Linked DNA regions of Pan troglodytes: region 2 is linked to region 1. A link is a contact called in public HiChIP or PLAC-seq data. All regions are on one chromosome and are shown on one strand. Each heading gives the region's core, a stretch centred on a gene start, on an enhancer-like site or on the middle of the called end of the contact. The rest is flanking DNA. Distances are from core to core; before and after follow the strand shown.

Evidence for each region. HiChIP or PLAC-seq counts read pairs in DNA pulled down with a chosen protein or histone mark.
Region 2: a contact with region 1 is called in an H3K4me3 HiChIP or PLAC-seq map of stem cell-derived excitatory neurons, with 4 times the contacts expected there. The contact joins the promoter of COG2 here to the promoter of ARV1 in region 1. A contact is called at or near these places in 1 of 7 Hi-C or Micro-C datasets (stem cell-derived neural progenitor cells) and 1 of 1 datasets of contacts at active chromatin or transcription factors (stem cell-derived excitatory neurons).

Annotation. Positions count from the first base shown.
Region 1 is chr1:18,206,484-18,211,227 of NHGRI_mPanTro3-v2.0_pri, reverse strand. ARV1 (ARV1 homolog, fatty acid homeostasis modulator) reads left to right here and starts at 1,767. Exons shown (of 6, transcript XM_016940784.3): 1 at 1,767-2,202. The coding sequence starts at 2,029. TTC13 (tetratricopeptide repeat domain 13) reads right to left here and starts at 1,841. Exons shown (of 21, transcript XM_054660048.2): 1 at 1,483-1,841. The coding sequence starts at 1,753.
Region 2 is chr1:18,541,908-18,546,547 of NHGRI_mPanTro3-v2.0_pri, reverse strand. It overlaps COG2 (component of oligomeric golgi complex 2), which reads left to right and starts at 1,616. Exons shown (of 18, transcript XM_001148147.6): 1 at 1,616-1,886. The coding sequence starts at 1,815.

The DNA of each region.
Region 1 (4,744 bases), core at 518-3,017:
TCTCAAGAAGATGACAATTTCACTATGTTTCAGCTTGTTCATCTCAGAAAATGAGCCACCATCTAATGAGGTGGTTATTGTTTTTCTGATAGGCTAATATACCAGGCTCATAGACTAATATACCAGGCTCATAGACCTAAAGCACTTATAACAGCACCTGGCATACAGCAAGCACTCAATATATGTCGGCTACTTCTCATTTCCCTCACAGCACCCTCGTGAGGAAAATACAACCCCACAATTAGGTGAACAGTGTTTTCCACTTACAGAGGAGGCATTTTACAAAGACAGGTAATTCACTTGCTCAGAGATACAGAAAGTGACAGAGGTAAGTAAACGCCATTCTTTCTCCACCGTGCAAGGCTGGCCGTGTTACTTACGCCGTTACCAGCTAAGGCCTACCGCAAAATAAAAAAGTCACAAACCTCTCAGTGAGTGACACTTCCTCAAGGAAGTCAGACTGTGCTAAAAGGAAATCAGATTGTGCTAATCTTGACGTCTCATCTCAACTAAAAAAAAAAGGTATTGTTTTCCCAGGTACACAACGCCGAAGAAAACCACTGCCAAGTCTTAAAAGCAACCATCTCCTAGTGGGTTTGGTAGACTCAGGCCCTTCCCAAAGCAAGCCATAAGGGAACTCACACAGAGAAGGGGGAAAGAGAAAGGGAAGAGATTGATGGGTAAAAAGACCCACGACAGAACTTCAAAACAAAAAAATGTACACATGTATTTTGTCCCAGAGGCATCTGCTATGATTTATTAAACTGAAGCCAATAGCGCCCATTCTTAATGAATGAGCTGGCGTAGCTCCAATATACACACGGCACTGACACACAGGCTCAAGGCCTGCAGGGGCCTTTTTTCCCTCTGGGAGACACCTGACAGATCGCAGGTTAATCTTAAACAACTGGAAGCAAGATGTCAACGAGCAGATAAGATGGGCTTGCTCTTTTTTTCCATTCCAGGGATCGAATTTTTAGGAACTGTTGTATACGAGACATTAACCCGGGAGGTCAGGAAGCCTGATTTCCAGGCCTAAGATGTGCCAGGCGTCTCCCTCCGGGGGCGGGCTCCGCAAGCCGCCGGGCTGGTTGCTCGTCCGCCCGCCCCTCCCTCGCCCCTTCGGCATCCTCGGGAGGCCGGCGGCGGGAACAGGGCTGCCCCGGGCCACCTGCCATCTCCTCCGCCACCCTTCCAACAGTTGCTTCAAACTCAGAAGAGGCCGCCCTGGCCCCAGGAGCATGCTGTCAGCTCATTTCTCGACTCGCCGCCCTGCCCAAAGGCGGCTGCAGGAGGGCGCGCGGCGGCGTGGGTGGCAGCGGCGGGAAGCTGCCCGACAGGACCCCTGGCTGAGCCGGCTCCCGCGGATCGCGCGCTGCAGCCGGAGGCATGAGGCCTGGGCGACCCGTACCCCGGCCCGGGACCCCAGCCCCGCTGCCCCGCCGCCCCGGCCGACTCGGACGCCCGCCGCCGCCCACTCACCGCCGCATTCGGCAGAGTACTGGTCCCCCCAGTCCCCGGACTGCGGGCTGCAGCCGCCGCCGCCCGCCGGGGCCTCCTGCTGCTGCCGGTGCTGCAGCTCCTGCTTGAGCAGGGAGAGCGGCGAGTAGTGCTCGGTGGCCAGGGCGCCTGGCCGCAGCCCGGCGGACAGGACCCCCAGCAGCAGCAGCACCAGGACACGCCGGGCGGCGCCCGCGGCGGCCACAGCGCCGCCCCAGAAGCAGCAGCAGCAGCAGCAGCCGGCAGGTGCCATCTTCCCTCAAGGCGCATGTGCGACAGCCCTGGCCCGGCTCTCAGGCCTCCCCGCCTCTAACCTACGGCGGGCAGGTGGACCGTGGCAAGGGGGTGGGACAAGGGGAGAAGCATTGTGTGCTGGGAATGGTAGTCCCAGCTCGGCCAGCCCGGGGCGGCCTTGCCGGTGCCGGGACTACGAATCCCAAAAGCCCCGCGCGGCGCAAGTCTTCCGGTCTGGCGTCTGACGTCTTACCCTCCACAGAATCGGAAGTTCTGGACTGCAGTTGAGTGGAAATGGGCAACGGCGGGCGGAGCGGCCTGCAGCAGGGGAAGGGGAACGTGGGTGGGGTGGCAGCGACTCCTACTGCTGCCTCGGCCTCCTGCCAGTACAGGTGCATCGAATGCAACCAGGAGGCCAAAGAGTTGTACCGAGACTATAACCACGGTGTGCTGAAGATAACCATCTGTGTGAGTTGTCAGATGTGGGGTGCCCTTGAGAAGAAAATGGCGCGGTGGGATTTGGGGACCGCGAGGAGCAGGGTCCTCTGATACAGTCTTTAGTTCGGTAGTTGACATTCCCGCCCGGGATCTTTGCATGAATATCTGTACTGATAGAGAACTCAGCTACCCGACAGCGCTTTTCTCATACTGGGGCATATTTGGGTGATATGACCTAAGCCGGCGAACGGACCGGACCGACAGACAGAGGTAGATGTGGGCATTTTGCAGAGAAATTTAAAGATCAATTAGGTTGACATTTTGGTTCATGCCAAAGCTACTTCCTTCTAGCTCTTCTCCCTTTTACAGAGAGATGGTACCATCCTTACCCTCCACAACCCATGTTGAATTCACCTACGATGCTTTTTAAAGGTTTCATCAATTGTCGTTATTGGATGTCTACAGTGTACAAAGCATTATGCTAGACGTTGGTGGTACAAAACCCAAAAGTGAGGAAGTAAAAATTCTCATTTCAAGGTGTTCGTAGAATACCCTTGAACTTTCTGATGATTTTCCATCTCAGAGTTAAGGCCCGAATCCCTGAACTGGCTTATAAGGCTCTATGGAGTCTCCTGCTACTCTTTCCCTTCTTTATTTTACGGCAGAGAGAATAATCTTATGTTTAAAGAGTCTACAAAGTTGGAGGTTCTTTGGGGGTATTAATTAGCAAAGAACCTGTCACAGAATAGACAGTACATTTTTGTCCCATTTCAGATCTTGTGATTTTCTAATCTCTTTAGTAAATTATGGTCTGTAGTAATATACAAGAGAATTGACAAACTGAGTGTATACCTGTATAATCTGTCAACCACATAACGTTCTGGTGCATACACCCTCAATTTCCTGTTCCTCTCTCAAGTACTTTCCCTCTTTTGTCAAAATGTCAACCCTTGTTAAATCCAACATATTGCCTGGTCTTGTCCCTGTACCCATGCAGCAGTACGTTGCTGGGGAAAAACAAATTTGTGACGATTAACCTCATATAGGCCTTTCATGATTTCTGGCAATCTTATTTCGGTGTTTTTTTTCTTTCTTTCTTTCTTTTTGAGATAGAGTTTCCCTCTGTCACCCAGGCTGGAGTGCAGTGGGGCACTCTTAGATCACTAAAACCTCTGCCTCCCAAGTTCAAGCAATTCTCCTGCCTCAGCCTCCCGAGTAGCTGGGATTACAGGCCCACACCACCACGCCAAGCTAATTTTTGTATTTTTAGTAGAGACCAGGTTTCACCATGTTGACCAGGCTGGTCTCGAACTCCTGACCTCAAATGATCCACCCACCTCGGCCTCCCAAAGTGTTGGGGTTACAGGCATGAGCCACTGCGAAAACAGAAGAGAACTTCCACTAGGTTTGCAACAACATAAACCCAATACTAGCATTTGTTATTTCTTTACTGTACTGTCTTCTTCTGCCTTCTGCTGAATCATTCCCACCAGCATGCATACTGTTACTTATTCCATCAAAAAAAAAAAACCAACACCACCAACAAAATACACTTGCTGCCACTTCCCCCTTTAGCTTCTGCTCTTTCTTCTTAATTAGAAAGCAGACCTTCTAAGATATGTTTGTACTGTCTATTTCCTTTCCTAGTTTCTCTTGAACCTGCTTTAGTCACGTTCCCACCCGCATTTCATTAGAAACTGTTCTTGTTAAGATCACCACTTCCACTTTGCTAAATCCAGTAGTCAATTCTCAGTTAATGATCAGCAGCATTTTACCTCATTACTTCCTCCTCCTTGAAATGCTGTGTGCGCTTCCCAGGATTCAGTGCTCTTCTTATTGTCTTCTTACTTCACTGGCTATTACCCTTCAATCTCCTTTCTGCTTTTGCTTCACCTCCCTTACCTCTTAATCATGGTGTATTCCAACGCATAGTCATCGTGCCTCTTTCTGTCTGCATGCTTTCCCTTGAAGAGCTCATTCTGTCTCATGGCTTTAAATACCGTCAAAATTTTGACAATTTCCAAATTTATATTTCTACCCTGAACCTCTTCCCTGAACTCCAGACTTAAATGTCCAACTACCTACTTGACTTCTCCACTTGGATTTCAATAGACAGCTCAAATATACCCATCACAGTTAATGGCAACTTTACCATTTTAACTCCTAAGACCAAGAAACCTTGGTGTCATCCCTATTGCTACTCTTCCTCTCACATCCCGTATTCAGTTATTCAGCAAATCCTGTTCTGTCTTCAAATTATGTTCAGAATCCACTACTTCTCACTACTGCTGCTACAGTCCTCATCCAAGCCACCATGATGTCTACCTGAACTATTGTTGTAACTCCTATCTGGTCTCCCTACATCATCCTTGCACCTCTTCAGTCTTCTCTCCACACAGTAGCCAGGGACTGATCCTTTAAAAATGTAATTTAGATCATATCATCTCTTTGACCAAAACTTTCTGATGATTTTCCATCTCAGAGTTAAGGCCTGAATCCCTGAACTGGCTTATAAAGCCCTATGGAGTCTCCTGCTACTCTTTCCCTTCTTTATTTTACCGGCAGTCCCGCT
Region 2 (4,640 bases), core at 367-2,866, 340 kb before region 1:
CAGCTACTCGAGAGGCTGAGGCAGGAGAATCGCTTGAACCTGGGAGGTGGAGTTTGCAGTAAGCAGAGATCATGCCATTGCACTCCAGCATGTGTAACAACAGTGAAACTCCGTCTCAAAAAAAAAAAAAAATATATATATATATATAAAACAACAAAAAAAGAAAGTCTCGACGCGGTGGGTGGGGAGGGGCAGAGGAGACAGGTTGATGATGGTTGAAGCGAGGTGCTAAGTACATAGGGTGGGGTTCTTGTGCTCTCCAGACTTCTGTGTACTTGAAAATTTTCATAACAAGAGAAAACAAAAAATTAAACAGAAAATGAGGTTTTCATTTCCTCCAGCAAAACAAACATAACAGGGACTTAGGATGTACTTTTCCCAATCGCTCCTCTGGCAGAATATTTTGATCCTCCAGCTACCTTCCAGCTCTTATCCTGTTCATCTGTTCTGTAGATACTGGCAGGAAATAGGCTCTTCAACAGGGCCTGCTAGGTCCAGTGCTAGGGAGTAGAGCGTTTTGGATTCTATGCCTACATTTTTTTTTTAAGTGACCAGTTTTCTAGTTGAGATACTTGAAATACAAAGTCTCATGGTGAGGTCTTACCCTCTGCTGTCCCATTCCTTTTTACGGGCCATCATGGCATTAATCTTATCTCCAAGGAGAAAAATTGGGAGGAGAGGCCTAGATTCCTCAACAGAAGCGGGAAGGAAAGGTTTGCAGAATGAAGAGTGTGAAGTGAGGTTTGTGGTTTGAATCATCCGAATGTCAAGGAGAAAAGAAGAAAAATGAATCATCATCATTTGACCACGGTATTTACAGCTAGCGGAAGGGACAAGAGGAGAAAAAAGCAAGGGAGGAGAAAAAGGAAGAACGTTTCAGAATAAAATTGGGGTGGGTGGGGGGAGGAGGAGGAAGACAGTCTGAGAAATTGGTTTGGTTGCACCAGTACTGGCCACAACACAAAAATTTGTCCATTCCTGGTTGAAATTAAAAATAAATGTGCATGCACATGTATTTGTCTGCTGTGTTTAATCAGATAGCGAGGCACTCCTTTAAGCACCTTGAAGACCCAAAGTTGCGCTCAGAGGCTGCTCACCTGGAACGGAGACCGAGGTTGAGCAGGGAGCTACTCAGAGGACCCAAAGCCGCCTAGCTGACCACCTTCTTCCCTATGAGTTCCCAGTAACGGAGCCCAGTGGAGGAGACGCTACACTTCTCTGTGGGGACAGAGGCTAAGGGCGGGGGTCTCCATAGAGGCGTTAGCGCCCATCAGCAGCAGTGACCGCGCACAGGGAGGTGAAGAATGCGACCACAGTGATACGTCCAACCTGGAAAAAGGGCCTGAGAACCAAAGGGCCAACTTCTGGCCATGCATAACGAAGCAGAGCAGTCTCAGGGTAGAAGGCACTGGAAAAGCGTTGCAGGACAATTTTTCCCAGTAGAAACGGTGGGGGTGGGAGGGAGACCCGCTCACCCCTTTTGACCCACCCCTGCAGCTCAGCCACGCCTCCTAGGAAGGTGGGCAGCCTTGCAGGAGCCCGCGCGAGGCTGCAGTACCGCCCTCCGCCGCATGAGGGCAGCACGGCCTACCCGCGCAGCAGCGGCGGCCCCCGCGCCCCTCTTGGCCAGAGCCAGGCGCAGGCCGGCTTGCGGTGCCGTCGTTCATTGGTCGCGGCGCGGGAGCTGCCATGTTGGCGGAAGCGGACCCCGTGTGCCGTAGAAACTGGCGGTGGCCGCGGCCGCCGAGTCCGTCTGCGCAGCCTCCTGCGTTTTCTCGCTTGGATCTTGGCACTGAGAGGTGGTGGCCGGCGGGATGGAGAAAAGTAGGATGAACCTGCCCAAGGGGCCGGACACGCTCTGCTTCGACAAGGACGAGTTCATGAAGGTGCGCGCGGCGTCCGCTCCCCGGAGCCGGGCCATGGGGATGCCTCTGCCCTGTGCCCTCTGTGGCCGTCTCTTCGGTCGGCTGCTCCTGCCTGCGCACGCTCAGTGTCAGGTCCTCCGCCGAGACCTCGCTGCACTTCGCAATGAGTCTTTTGGCGTCAGGTTTGGCGGGTGCAGCCTGGAGAAAGCACTTCTGTAAAATCGTGCATGTTACATGGAAAGGCCTGAAAGTTCTGGGCAAGTGGTTTTGAGCTGCATGTCAAAGCAACTGTTACCCGTTCCTGCTACCATGCAGTGCAGTCAGATTGCCAGTCCCCTTGTCGGAAAGAAGCTTGTTGACCGGGGCCTTGGAGCTCATTAAGTGTGTGTTGAATAAATCTCCAAGCCCACGTACTTTCCTAGGGACTCGGGTCGGAAAGAAAAAGAACTTAATCTGAAGTTTTGCTTAACATTCAGCTAAAGCTTCCAGAATGGGATATTTAGAAGCTTAGAACATTCTTACCGACTATTGCAGTACGACAAAGCAAACCATTACTCTTTAAAGAAGTTGCTCTACTTCTTTTTACATGATGCATTTGAAGAAGTTGGTAGTTGTAGGTCATAAACTTAGAGAAAAGAAATATAAACTGAAAACACTTCACTGATGATAAAGTTCATCAGGTACAGCCTTGAAAATGGCCAGGCTTTGAGTGAGAGCTAGGAGGAGCTTTGCTCCTACTTGGTGCATCCCTCTGGGTCTGCACTTAAACTATTCAAAAAATGTTTATATTTAATTTCCTGAGGACTAGGATTTTTGACACCTTTTTGTAGCTGCTTTCAGTGTTAAAAAGCGAAAAGTTTTAGCTTGTTAGTAGACATCTACAATTTTGAGCAAGTGAGTTGAAATCTTACTCTGCCTTTCTTGGTGACATAATGTTTTCTATTTTTCTAGATTAATTAGCCTATCTCTTTTTGATAATATTTGCATTCAGATTACATCTCCAAAGCTGTTTTTTTTTTTAAAGTATATCTGTATCTTCTTCAGTGTGACCATATCATTTGTCGTATGTAGGACTTATCTATACCCAGGAATAATGTACCTTATTCTTGTAAGTGATATGCCTATTAGACCACTGTACTAAAAGGTGTAACTTCATTAGGATGTCTCAAAGAATGTACAGAATCAACTCATTGATCCAGAAACCCTTCATTTTGCCTACTGGCTAAGAGTTACCCTGAAATGAGAGTAGAAAGAAACAGCTAAGGGTACATGCTGGGGAGAGGTGCCCTGGAAGAGGAAAGGCCATACACGGAGATCAGGGGCCTTGTTGACGTCAAGAATCTCAGAGTACAGAATAATCTCAATTTGTCCATCTCTTGACTTCTTAAGGCTCAACACCAGCATCTTCTCTGACTCACTAGCCCCACCACCTTTCCCACTCTGAGTTGACAGAATGCCTTTGGTAAATGCAGCTTCAGGAAGTGAAATCACAGAAATACAAGTTCTAAAATAGAACTTAGCGTGCAAACTGGGGTGGTGGCTGGAATGCCAGCAATTGCATATTTCGTGGCTCTGTGAATATGCCGTACATTTTGTAGTGCTTATAAAAGTGACAACATACATAGAAAAAAATACATAGAACAGCTGTTCTGTGTAAAATGTTGTTGATTTTTTAGGTGGAGCTTGAAGATAAAGGTTATTTGCAATTTGTGTTGCCTTAAACATATAAAACTATATATAAGTTGCACTTCCATGGCAGAAAGGATGGTTGGAACACTTGTCCAGGCTATATTTCTATGTTTGTGTCTCATTCAGCACATTTTGTAATTGGATAGGTTTTGTACGTGTGAGAAGGTTGGGATATGACATTTGCATTGGGAGATTTGAGATTGCTTGAAAATCCAGATTTAAAGTTGCTTGAAATCCACTCTCTTCTGGTATTACCTCTCTTCTGGTATTACGTCTCTTCTGGTGTTGGTGGGAAACTGTGTTTAGGTTGCCATAGATTATGAGGGCATGCTAGTGCAGTGGTAGCAATTGTTCAGTCAGTGGGCATTCCATGATCACCTGCTGTGTGCAGGTTTCAATGGGCCTTGTATACTGTACTGACGGATTTGCACTTGATTTAGTATTCATTGTGGAGTTACAGTCAGGTTAAAAGCAGGAAATGACATGATCATATATGTTGCAATTGGAACTGACTGGTGGCGGGAGGCTACTTAAAAAGTTATTTCAGTGGTTTTTATGAGATCTGAGAAATACAGGAGGGGATAGTTTGTGAAAAATATTATGTAAATGATCAAAAAGCAGGAGTGGCAGATGAACGAATCACTTGAGGGGTCAAAGGTGGTAGTGGCATGATACTGTTGACTTTGTCAGCTTAATAAAGTATACACACTGAGCAACATAGTGAGAATGCATTTCTACAAAATATTAAAAAATTAGCCAGGTGTGGTGGCACATACCTGTAGTCCCAGCTACTTGGGAGGCTGAGGTGGGAGGATTACCTGAGCCTGTGGAGGTCAAGGCTGCAGTGAGCCAGGATTGCAGCACTGCACCTCAGCCTGGGCAACAGAAAGAGACCCTGTCAAAAAAAAGAAAAAAAGAAAAAGTACAAACACTCTTAGAGAGGGTTGACAATCAGTAGATGAATTAGGATGTAAGATACTGGTAGTAGGAGAGAGGTGGTAGGCTAACAGGGATAACTTAAACCCCCTTACCTAGGTATGCTGTGGAAATCACATCCTTCTGTCTCACGTATGACTTCATCTGTTT